Linked DNA regions of Mus musculus: regions 1 and 3 are each linked to region 2. A link is a contact called in public Hi-C and HiChIP or PLAC-seq data. All regions are on one chromosome and are shown on one strand. The core of a region is the stretch at or near the end of the contact, and the rest is flanking DNA. Distances in the headings are between cores, read along the strand shown.

The links. Hi-C and Micro-C count contacts between places; a contact is called where the count stands out from the background. HiChIP or PLAC-seq counts read pairs in DNA pulled down with a chosen protein or histone mark.
Region 1: a contact with region 2 is called in a Hi-C map of CD8 T cells, with 3 times the contacts expected there. The contact joins the enhancer-like site here to the promoter of Knstrn in region 2. A contact is called at or near these places in 7 of 39 promoter capture datasets (the HPC-7 cell line, cranial neural crest, embryonic stem cells and 4 more), 3 of 484 Hi-C or Micro-C datasets (CD8 T cells, natural killer cells and nephron progenitors), 1 of 115 datasets of contacts at active chromatin or transcription factors (effector CD8 T cells) and 2 of 9 other capture datasets (adipose tissue and liver).
Region 3: an H3K4me3 HiChIP or PLAC-seq map of embryonic stem cells shows a contact between it and region 2, with 12 read pairs. The contact joins the promoter of Knl1 here to the promoter of Knstrn in region 2. A contact is called at or near these places in 2 of 115 datasets of contacts at active chromatin or transcription factors (bone marrow-derived macrophages and embryonic stem cells) and 1 of 9 other capture datasets (liver).

The regions. Positions count from the first base shown.
Region 1 is chr2:118,640,521-118,644,158 of GRCm38.p6, reverse strand. Bub1b (BUB1B, mitotic checkpoint serine/threonine kinase) reads right to left here. Exons shown (of 23, transcript NM_009773.3): 23 at 2,567-3,071. The coding sequence ends at 2,840. Among named protein-coding and RNA genes, the nearest start is that of Pak6, 21 kb to the left of the region's middle. Within about 2 kb of position 1,553, at least 65 of the 459 cell types and tissues checked have an H3K27ac peak or open chromatin away from gene starts, as enhancers often do. A contact at or near this core is called in CD8 T cells, the HPC-7 cell line, effector CD8 T cells and 3 more, where this site is marked.
Region 2 is chr2:118,812,223-118,815,840 of GRCm38.p6, reverse strand. It overlaps Knstrn (kinetochore-localized astrin/SPAG5 binding), which reads right to left and starts at 1,838. Exons shown (of 9, transcript NM_026412.3): 1 at 1,532-1,838; 2 at 1,349-1,440. The coding sequence starts at 1,740.
Region 3 is chr2:119,045,661-119,048,882 of GRCm38.p6, reverse strand. It overlaps Knl1 (kinetochore scaffold 1), which reads right to left and starts at 1,764. Exons shown (of 24, transcript NM_029617.3): 1 at 1,660-1,764. It overlaps n-TSgct7 (a tRNA gene), which reads left to right and starts at 2,052; the gene lies at 2,052-2,133.

The DNA.
Region 1 (3,638 bases), core at 304-2,803, 170 kb after region 2:
TGGAGTGGAAAAGCAAGGAACCAAGCAGAACACTAAAGCCATCTCAGGCTGGTTGTAGTAGAACAGGCCAGTAACTCCACCATTTGGGAGAGGGAGGCAGGAGTTCAAGGCCACCCTGGGCTACATACTGAGATCAAGCCTGAGCTACTTGAGTCATTATCTTTTTTTATCTTTTCTTAAATTGACTTACCCAAATTGATTTGGGGAACAAGGAGTACAAGAGGTTAGATCATAGCATATGGATATAAAGTATATTCTCTGCACAAGGCACCAGAGGGGGTTAGAAGGCATTAGAGGGGCTGAAAAGGTGTTGACCTGCGTGCTGGCAAACACTGGATCAGCCTTTAACTCACGCTAAGGCACTGAACGGGGCACTGGGGACAGAGTTCAAGCTTTAGGTCTCAGTTTCAGCCCTGGATGCTATGTGGTTCGTCCTTTCTCGCTGATCTGTAAAAGGTTTTATTTATTGTGGGTGTGTGTGTATTGGTATGTGTGTGTTGGTATGTGTGTGTTGGTATGTGTGTATTGGTATGTGTGTGTAGGTATGGGCTCGTGTGACACACACATGTATGGAGTCAGAGGATGACTTGTGGAGTCTGTTCTCTCTTCTACCATGCAGAGGGTAGGACTCTGGTCATCAGGCTTAGTGGTAAGCGCTCTTACCCAGACACATCTGTACCTTGGTAAATACTCAGCTTCCATGCCTCCGACCTCATTATAGTCAAAGTCAGTCATGTTAAAAGCATGCTGCACCTGCTCCGTAGGGAGCTGTTGAAGTCAGAATAGAGTAACTTTTGGTAGAGCAAGAATTTTGTTTTCAGTTCCAATGAAGAGTGCACCTTCACTGGCCTTGCCTTAGACTTTCACCTTAAGACATCAACAAGTTATTCTGAAGGCCTGTGCTAACCCTGAAAGACTTTCCTACCTGCCTGAGATCACAGCTCGAGCAATAGGCCACAACTTCCTCCAGCAGGAAGGAAGGAGTTCACTTCCAGACTCGGGTCTGGCATCAGTTAGAACACTCTGACTTGTGAGGAGGATGCCTCTAACAGGGCCCCAAGCAAGTTAGGGCACAAAGTGCTTTGTGAATGGGGAGAGCTTATTCCACAGTCTTCCTCCAAACGGGGAGAAAGAAGTCCTGTTCTTCCCAGTTGTGCATCTGTCTTTCCTTCTCCCAGGCCCAGCATTCTGTTCTTCTTGCTTTCATGAGACCAGATCAAAGCCACCTGTAGCCTCTACACAAAACAAAGGCTTCCTTTTCCTAAGACAATGGGCATCAAATATGAGGGAGTCTGGTGGGTGGGCCCCTGAAATTCCAGCCCTCTGGGGAATGTGACCAGAGTACCTGGGGTTTGATGGCAGCCTATGCCCTGCAGTGATCTTAGCTTAAAAATAAACAAAAATGAAAGGGAAACGGAAAGGGTTCTATTTTGTGGTTTTATGCTTTTGTAAAGAAAACTGAAGCGATGGCAGACATTGTTGATGACAGGCACTGTTGGCAGTGACATCCTTTCCTGTCCTCAAAGGCTGAAGTTGGCGGAGGTCAGAGAGTGGGGGGTGTATGGGGTGAGGTGTGGGGTGTGAACAGAGCTGCAGGGTGTCCTGGCTCCTCCCACTCCTGCTTGTACTTTCAGAAACAAGATTTGCCCATACAGCAACTTGGCTGCCTAGACTGCTGAAGTATTCACTAGGTAGAAGCTTACTTAAGTTAAAGGCTCTCAATTTCCTGGGCAATACAGGGCACTGGGGACTAAGAAGGACTTGATTACAGAAAGGCAGTTTCATCATTTATTATCTTCAGTATAAGAAGCAAACTGAAGATGTTTGCAGAACTGTATTTTGGTTGAAGGAAAATATTTACTTTCTTTGTCTTTCAGATACATTTTTTCTGGCTTACCCTGTCGAATTTGCCCAAGTGTTTCAGTTGAGAGATTAGTTAGGGAATCTGCTCTCTAACAAGCTTAGAGCAACAATGGTGACAAGTAGAGGAGACTCAGGCACCAGCACGAGTGGACATCAGGTGACTGACATTTTAGTGTGAAATAAATAAATAAATGCTTATTATCCTACTGAAGAAACAAAAGCCTTAATGACACACACACCCCCACAGCCCCCCACACACCCAGCCAGTGCGCCCCTTTGGGTGCACAGTGTTCCATCAGACTTACTGTTTTCCATATTAGTCCCCACTTCAGTCCTTTCTGTTCTGACCCCTGCTTTCCTGACACCTAAGGAAAATGGTCTCTGTCCCCTCAGCAGCCCTGTGTCCTGCATGACAGGTTGCTGAGTACTCTGTCCCCAAAGGCCGGTACCTTTGAACTTAAGGAAAGCTGGTGTGTGTGTGTGTGTGTGTGTGTGTGTCATTTTACCTGCTTCTTTCTGGACACCCTCTAGAAGGACAGAGAGAGACGGAAGAAATGGCCGGCCAGCTGCCTTCTTATAACCCAAAGGCAGCTGCTCTAAGTCTGGGATACATAAGTTTCTACCACCGTAGAGTAAGTCCTCTCCAAAATGAAGCCATTTATCACCTTAGTTTGCAAGTGTAGATGAATTGCCAGCAACAGAAATGTAACAAAAACTATTTTATTATAAAATACACAGTGAAAGGAGAGTACATGTTATAAAATTACAAAAGAGAGAAGGCAGAAGCCAGAGGGCTAAAAAGCAGCTGTCTGCACAGAAACCTTTTGAATAAACCAGATGAGGCTGCCAGGGCACAGCCACCTGGCTGAAAGCTGTGCTACTGAGAGTGACCCCTAGTGAAGGACTGCTGATGTGTCTAAGTGTGCTCTAAACAAATCACAGCAGCCCCAGACCAGTTCTTCACCATACCCATGGCTTAGGCAGGGCTCTGGGAGCCGCCTGGCTGCTTGTCTTGCTGAGTGAGCAAAGCTTCCGGGCTGATTGTCTTCCCCAGCTTCCACAGGGCTCTGTTCAGGTGGCTATGGAATGTGGCATCAAAAGCCCCACCCATTTCTGCTGCCAGCTCCCCCAGAACAGACACTGTGGACTTGTCACTGGCATTCAGAATCCGCACAAAGAATTTATTCCACAATTCACTGTCTTTTAGCCTAAGAAAATTTAAAAAAAAATCATTTCTATCAAGATTGGGCATGTGAAAATTAGAATTCTTTCTGGGTTTAACTCAGCAGGACACTAACATGCCAAAGTGATATATGGTAATACCAAGAACTCTAAGATTGGAGATCATTCAAACACTCTTGAAGGCACAGGGAAGAACTACAAAAATCAGTCTGCTGTGGTGGCCCTGAACACACATGGAAGAAGGAAATCCACTCTCGCCTGAGCCCATGGATCCTGGCCACTCCGGTGCAGTGACACCCGCTAGCACTTATCCACACACAGTCAAAGAAAAAGAAACTTCGTTCCCTGCCAGTTTTCTCACTGCAGGTCATGACAACATCCCCTCACCTCAGGCTCCGCCATCCTCAGTTCTCTGACGTCCAACCTTGGTTAAGGTGCCTTGCTCTTACTCTCCTTCTCTTATCTGAAAACTCGCACTGCTGTAGAGCAGGGGGTTGACAAAGGCGGGCCCAGCCATCTATTTTTGCTTGTGTCCATTAACCACACCAGCAGGTCCACAGCTAGACCAAGATGCCTCTTAGCCCTGCACATCT
Region 2 (3,618 bases), core at 589-3,088:
CTGTCACTGCCAGCTATCCAGGGCACTGTGAGGAAGGTGTGTGTGTGTGTGTGTGTGTGTGTTGGGGGGGGGGGGGCGGGCGGGGTGGAGAAGCAGCAGCAGAAGGCTGCAGAGTCCTGCCTCCACTCCTTAAGCAATGCTTCTGCTAATGGCACTAGGATGTCTTGAGATACCCAGGGCAAAGAGAATAAACCTTTAAGCCTGGTGGAAAAGCCTGTTTTACTTCACTTCTGAGGCCAAGCCTGCCTGCCGCTGTTCTCCGATCCGCTGCGCGGAATCATCTGGAAAGGGACGGTAAAAGGATGCTCCTAAGCCCTCCTAACAGCCGCCCAACGCCAGGACCATCTTCTGTGCTATAATCGCCACGTGAGGCAGTACAATCACTACAGACCTCACCTGATGACTGTCAACCACAAGAAAAGCAGCACAGACCAAGACAGAAAAGCAGCTACAAATTGTTTTCAGCCTCTCTCTCCTCTCAAGGTTCTCAGTAACTCTGTCTGGGCCGGGCTCATCTCTCTCATTCCACTCAACATATATTGATGGTCTGCTCGGGAGAGCCACTGTGCACCTGCTAATGTGAACAAGGAACCCTGGAGTTTTCTCCCCAATCTTAAGACAACCAATCTTTACCTGGAAATAAAAAGGATAACTGCATTAAAAGCAATTTCTAGGGTTAAAGAGATGACTCAGAGGTTAAAAGGGAAAATTACTCTTCCAGAGGACTGGAGTTTGGTTCCCTGCACCAATATAAGGTGGCTCACAACCGCCTGTAACTCCAGGTCTAGGGGATCAAGGCTCTGACTCTCGATGGGCACCTAAGCTCATATGCACAAGCCCCCCCTGCACCACATGCACACAATTAAAAAAAAAAAGGGGTTCTAGAGAGGCAAGTGTGGTGGCAGTGGGCCTGTAATTTCAGCATTTCGGAGCGGAAGTGGGAATGTTGCTGAAAGCTAACGTTACACAGGGCTACAGAGTGAAACCTAGCTTTTAAAAAAGGCGGGCGGGAGGGAAGGGCTGGAGCGGGGGGGAGAAAAAAAAAGGAAAAAAGGGAGGCCAAGCACTGAGCATGGTGACACAAGCCTTTAAGCACTCAGGAGGCAGAGGCAGGATCTCTGTGTGCCCCAAGCTAGCCTGGGCTGCATAGCGCTGCATAACCTTGGTAATCGCAAAAGGGGGCTGGGTCAGAAATAGGAACAGGGACTCTCTTACACAGCCTAGTTGGGGTGAGGAGCAGGAGGATGTCAGAGCTAACCGGACGCCGCCCCGACATACAGATTTCGTCCTTCTTAGTCCTAGCATATAGACTACAGACCCCCCGGCTGGTGGAGGTGTGGACACCCACCTGCGGGCAAGCCGCAGCTCGGCATCGAGTGAGGCTGCGCATCGCACACCGTCTTAGCACTGGCCATCGTAGCCGGGTGGCTTGGCTGGACCCTGAAAGTGCAAGACGGATATTAGCAGCGCCAGAGCCCCGCCACGCCAGCCCGCCCGTCCTTCCACCCGCACACATCCCGCAGAGCTTAACCCCGGTGCCGGCTGCTCCCATCCGCCGTTCTCTCCGCTCCCTTTCAAATAATGCTCCGCAGCAACTGCCCAGTCCTCGTTAGAGTCTGCCGCCGCGCTTTCAAAAGGAAACTTCCGGGAGCTGGGAGGGAAGGGGCGCGGCTCCGAGTCTGTAGGCGGCCCTGTTGTACGGAAGGCTGTCTCTTGTGCCTCGGCCTCGGGAGCCGCCATGCTGTACGGAAGGTTCGAGCAGAGTTGCTCCAGCCTGCTGGTCGAGGCTGGGCCAGGGACTCACTGGGCTGGCTTGAATGGAGCTATTGAGCCAAGCTGTCACATTCCAGCCAGAAGGCAGACACGTGAACTCGCCTAGCGTCAAGTCACAATCCTCTTTATTTGGTCTTTGATTGCTAAGGATCCTGCCAGGAATACAGGTGGCCTGAATAGAAACTACCAGGTGAAGAGCAGGAGAGCCTACTTGAAGGACACCAGTGGGCTGAAATAGCTAATGTGCTTAAAAACCCGCATGCAGATTTAATTACAAATTAAAGTTACTCATACAAAACAAGGCAGATTTTCAGTCGTCACGTTGAAAACACAAATACAAAAGGAGCAGCAGCCTGGTGCTGGACATTTAAGAGGGTGATGGGGTAAGGGGAGTATATAGAAGGGCTGACTTTAGCTCTGCCCTCTTGGAGCTTATAATCCAGAAAACACACTAAACAGACAACTGCAAACACACATTTACCATCCATGGGAAGATAATGAAGGGAAAACAAAGATGCTATAAGAGAGAAAAGCAAAGAACCAGTATAAATCGGAAAGACTGAGGTCCTAGTGGTCCACAGTGGTGATTCTAGCACTCAGGAGGCTGCCACGGGAGAATTGCCCTGTCTTTAAGGTTAGCCTAGGCTACATTCCAGGCCAGTAGGAGCTACAGAACAGCAAAACCTTATTTAAATAATAAGATTTAGGTGTGTTTGATTCAGGAAAGATAAGGAGTTGTTAATCTCAGGAACAATGAGAAGTGTTAAGTTTTAAGGTAGAAATGGATCTCCCCCCCCCCATGGTGACAATTTTGGCATTTTGATTTCTTTTATGAAAATGTGGTTTTGTTTTAATCCCTGGTGTGGGATATGGGGCTGCTTCAGACAGTTCACAGCAACTGACTATGATGTGCCTTGTGCTCTATCAGAGTGCGATGGTGTTATGTTTGGACTTTGGGAACTTTTTAGAGGGTATATAAATGCTAGGGCCCTGAGAAATGGTGTGGGTTGTTGGTTGCTTGCTGTTGGTTATGGTTGGTCACACTTTGTTAAGTAGTCATGTGCAAAGAAGAAAGAACAAGAAGAAATTACATACCCTGACAGTGAAGATCAAACTTGCCCCCAAGGAACTCAATGCCCCTAAGCAGCAGGAAGTGGTCTAAAGATAATGTCCTTTCTCCTCTTTCTTTTATTCTCTCCTATCTAGTGTTAGGGGGTTGAAAGGGTGGAGAGGGTGAAAGAACCCACACAGTAACCAATGACAGTTAACTTGCTCTCTCTCTCTCCCGTCCCCCTTTCTCTATCCTATCTTCTCTCTCCTCTCTCCTTTTTCTCTCTCCTTTCTCTATCCTATCCTCTGCCTCTTCTCCCCTCTCTCCTTTTTCTCTCTCCTTTCTCTATCCTATCCTCTGCCTCTTCTCCCCTCTCTCCTTTTTCTCTCTCCTTTCTCTATCCTATCCTCCTCTCTCCTTTCTCTATCCTATCCTTCTCTCTCCTCTCTCCTTTCTCTATCCTATCCTCTACCTCCTCTCTTCTCTCTCACCCCTCTTCTCTCCTTCCTTTACAGGTGCTCACTATGTAGTCCTGACTGTTCTGAATTTACTACATAGACCAGGCTAGCCTTGAACTCACAAAGATCCAGAACTACCTACCTATGATCTATCACAGAGATATATTTGTACCTTGGGAGTCCTGGGATTAAAGACATGGACCAGACTTTTTTCTTGGTAGAGCCCTTAAAGTCATTTTCTTCCTATTCTTTTGGTAACCATTTGGAATTTTCTATGCCTGCCCCAGTACCCAAATAATGACACTGAGTCTAATTTATTTATGAATTAATGCCTAT
Region 3 (3,222 bases), core at 515-3,014, 230 kb before region 2:
TAACTGAAGAAAATAAACATCACCACCAAAACATCATGTAGCAGAGACCATCATACTGACCCACAGCAAGCAGAGCCTAAATACTATCTGGCTCTTTGTCCATTCCTGAATTTATACAACCAAAATATACAAACATTTTCACTGATTCAGACTCCACTGATACAGACTCTAGACCTGTGCTGTCAAATTGAATGATTATATACAATGAAATTAAGATGAAACAAATTAAAACTCAAGTTTTTGGTAATCATACTACATTTCTTTGATAACCATATTTTAAGTGCGCCAAAAATGACTGCTAATAGATACCATGTTGGACAGTGCAGATATAGAATATTATTATCACAGAAAATTCTATTGGAAACGCTTGTTCGATCCAGTATCTAGAATCAGTACCTTCTCGTATTCTCAGCATCAAACACATCATTTATATCACCATCCCAAACATTTTACTCCATTTACATCTATCAACTTGTAAAGGTTTCCAGCCATTCACATAGTCAAGAAGTACACTGCTTGAACCTAACCTTTAATGACCAAATACCTTACGATATATTTCCTTCCATATTTATAAATCATCTCTCCAACAATCTGACCAATGAAATGCCATCCCCATGAAGTCTACTTTAGCACAAGACAATGAACCTATGAGACATACAAGGGACTCAACGGAACCAATTTAACTGAAATGAAAACTAACGGTCAACCTTGGTGTCTAGAATAAACTGCTGCTTTGGGTTTTAGCCACATGCTTTATCTCTGTTAACTTCTGTCTTAGTCACAGTTTTATTGCTGTGAAGAGACACCATGGCCACAACTCTTATAGCAGGAAGCAGTTAATTGGGGGTCTTGCTTACAGTTTCAGAGACTTATATAGCAGTCATCATGGGGAACCTGCGAGCAAACACAATGCTGAAGGAGTAGCCAAGAACGTCCACAAACAGCAGGCAGAGTTTTGGAAACCTCAAAGCTCATCCCTCATTAACACATCTCCTCCAACAAGGCCACCCCTCCTCCTAATCCTTTCAAACAGTGCCACTCTCAGTTGACTCGGCATTCAAATATATGAGCATAAATCAAACTACAACGTCTAGTACATTTTAAAAATTGCAGTAGGCAATATTTTTCTTCCCAAAGGGAATCCAAAGTCTTTTGGATGGGAAAGGAAATTTATGTAATCTAACACACCGATTTGTCTTTACTAATGTTGGACCTGCAGAAACCCGAAACTCTATTATTGTGCTCGGACGGAGCCTACAATTTAAAGTTCACTCGTCGCCTTCAGACCACGGAAGCAGGGAACGTCGGTCAGAAACACATACCACAAGGAGTTGGCGAGAGACGGTGGGACCGGATCCCGGAGCCCTGACCAAAGATGATGGGCGGGGCGAACCCGGAGGCCCACGGCGCACCGCGCAGACGACACGACCCCGGGAATGGAGCGGCTTTGGGAAAGGAGAAGCGAAACGCGGCGCTCCAGGAGAAGGAGAGCGGGCCGTTGGCGCTCGCGCGGTCCGGTCGGCTGCAGGGCCTTTCCGAGATCGCCCCGACGACCGAGCGACCTCAGCAACCCGCGCCCGCCCTTCAGCACTCAAACAGAACCCGAGCCCTCTCAGGAGCCCAGAACGGAAAGGAGCATTCTGACCCGCCACCGACCACCTGCTTGACTTGTCTGGGGTCCTCGCGCTCCTTGGAGTCGGACGTCACCTCTCAACGTCCCTGAAGTATTCAAATCTAACCGCCCTAGTGATGCGCATGCTCAGTGCTGCGCGCCGCGCAGACCCCACCCCTTCGGCTCCAGACCGGCCCCGCCCCTAAGACATAAACTTCTCTGTCCTCCTCTGCTCTGACTTAAGTTCCCTCGGGTTTTTCTTCTTTTCTACAGAATTTTCTTCGTCTCTGTTATTCTGAGAACGGCCATCTTCTTTCGAGTGTTTGCAGAGTAAACAATCGCACTGTTGGCTTCCGTACAAAATGGCGACTTCCATGGTATTGCGTCACAGCGCTCTGTGTCTACTCCCTATAGCTACCAGGAAGAAACTAGCTTCTGGGACGAGGTGGCCGAGTGGTTAAGGCGATGGACTGCTAATCCATTGTGCTCTGCACGCATGGGTTCGAATCCCATCCTCGTCGAAAGTGTCTTTTGCTAATTAGTGTAATGTGAATTTATAATCCACAGGATGGAAGTGATTAAATATTGCTTCGGGTTTTAATTCCGATCAGGTTCTATCTAACACAATTAGTCTCAGCATCGAGGTGTTTTAGTTGGTGATATTGTAATTTGAAGGAATTTGATATTTGAAATCAGCTGAAGGAATTGAGATATTTGAAAGGCTGCTTTTGGAATGTTATGACTCACAGATGAAGAAAAAGCAGATAAAGAGACTTTTTTCTAGGAATTTAATTTCTTACAAAGTAAAATAACAGGACATGTTCAGTGGTGGTCTGGAACATGAAATGTCCTAGCTCTGAGATGAATGCTTTCAGTCTTTAATGAGCTCTTACTCCGAGGGCTTTGTTTTGTTTTTGTTATTTTGAGACACAGTTTTACTGTGTAGCAGTCTAGCCTCCAGGTTAAAAATCATCCTGTCTCGCCTTCCCAAATGCTAGGATTACAAAGCTATACCCCCATAATCGCTATTTTGGGGGTTTAATACCTGTCCTGATCGTGAAGTACCATATTGCATTACAAATGCCACCTCTTCCAGCCCTTAAGCAAGCTATGGGATTTGTTTTCAATGTATACATTAAAAAGGTGCCCATGGGGGTGGGGGTAGGGGTGGGGGTGGGGGTGGGGGTGGGGGGGTAACCCAAGTGAACCCTTTGCAGGGCAGTGGTGGCGCAGACCTTTAATCCCAGCAGTTGGGAGGCAGAGGCAGGCGGATTTCTGAGTTCGAAGCCAGCCTGGTCTACAGAGTGAGTTCCAGCATGAGTTCCAGGACAGTCTGGGCTACACAGAAACACTGTCTCAATCCCCCCACCCCCACCCCAAAACAAAACTCCCAAAAACAAAACAAACAAACAAACAAAAATGCCCATGACATTTGAAATCTTGCTATGATCCAGAAACTACTGAAGAAGAGGAACACGACTACCTTTTCAAAAGACAAAAAGCTGAATCTTCTGGATTTAACCAAAGGATTAGGAATAGAAAAAAGAACAGAGATTTTCCTCCTGTAACATCATCAGACAAATTCATTCAACTCACACTTAAAAACCCTT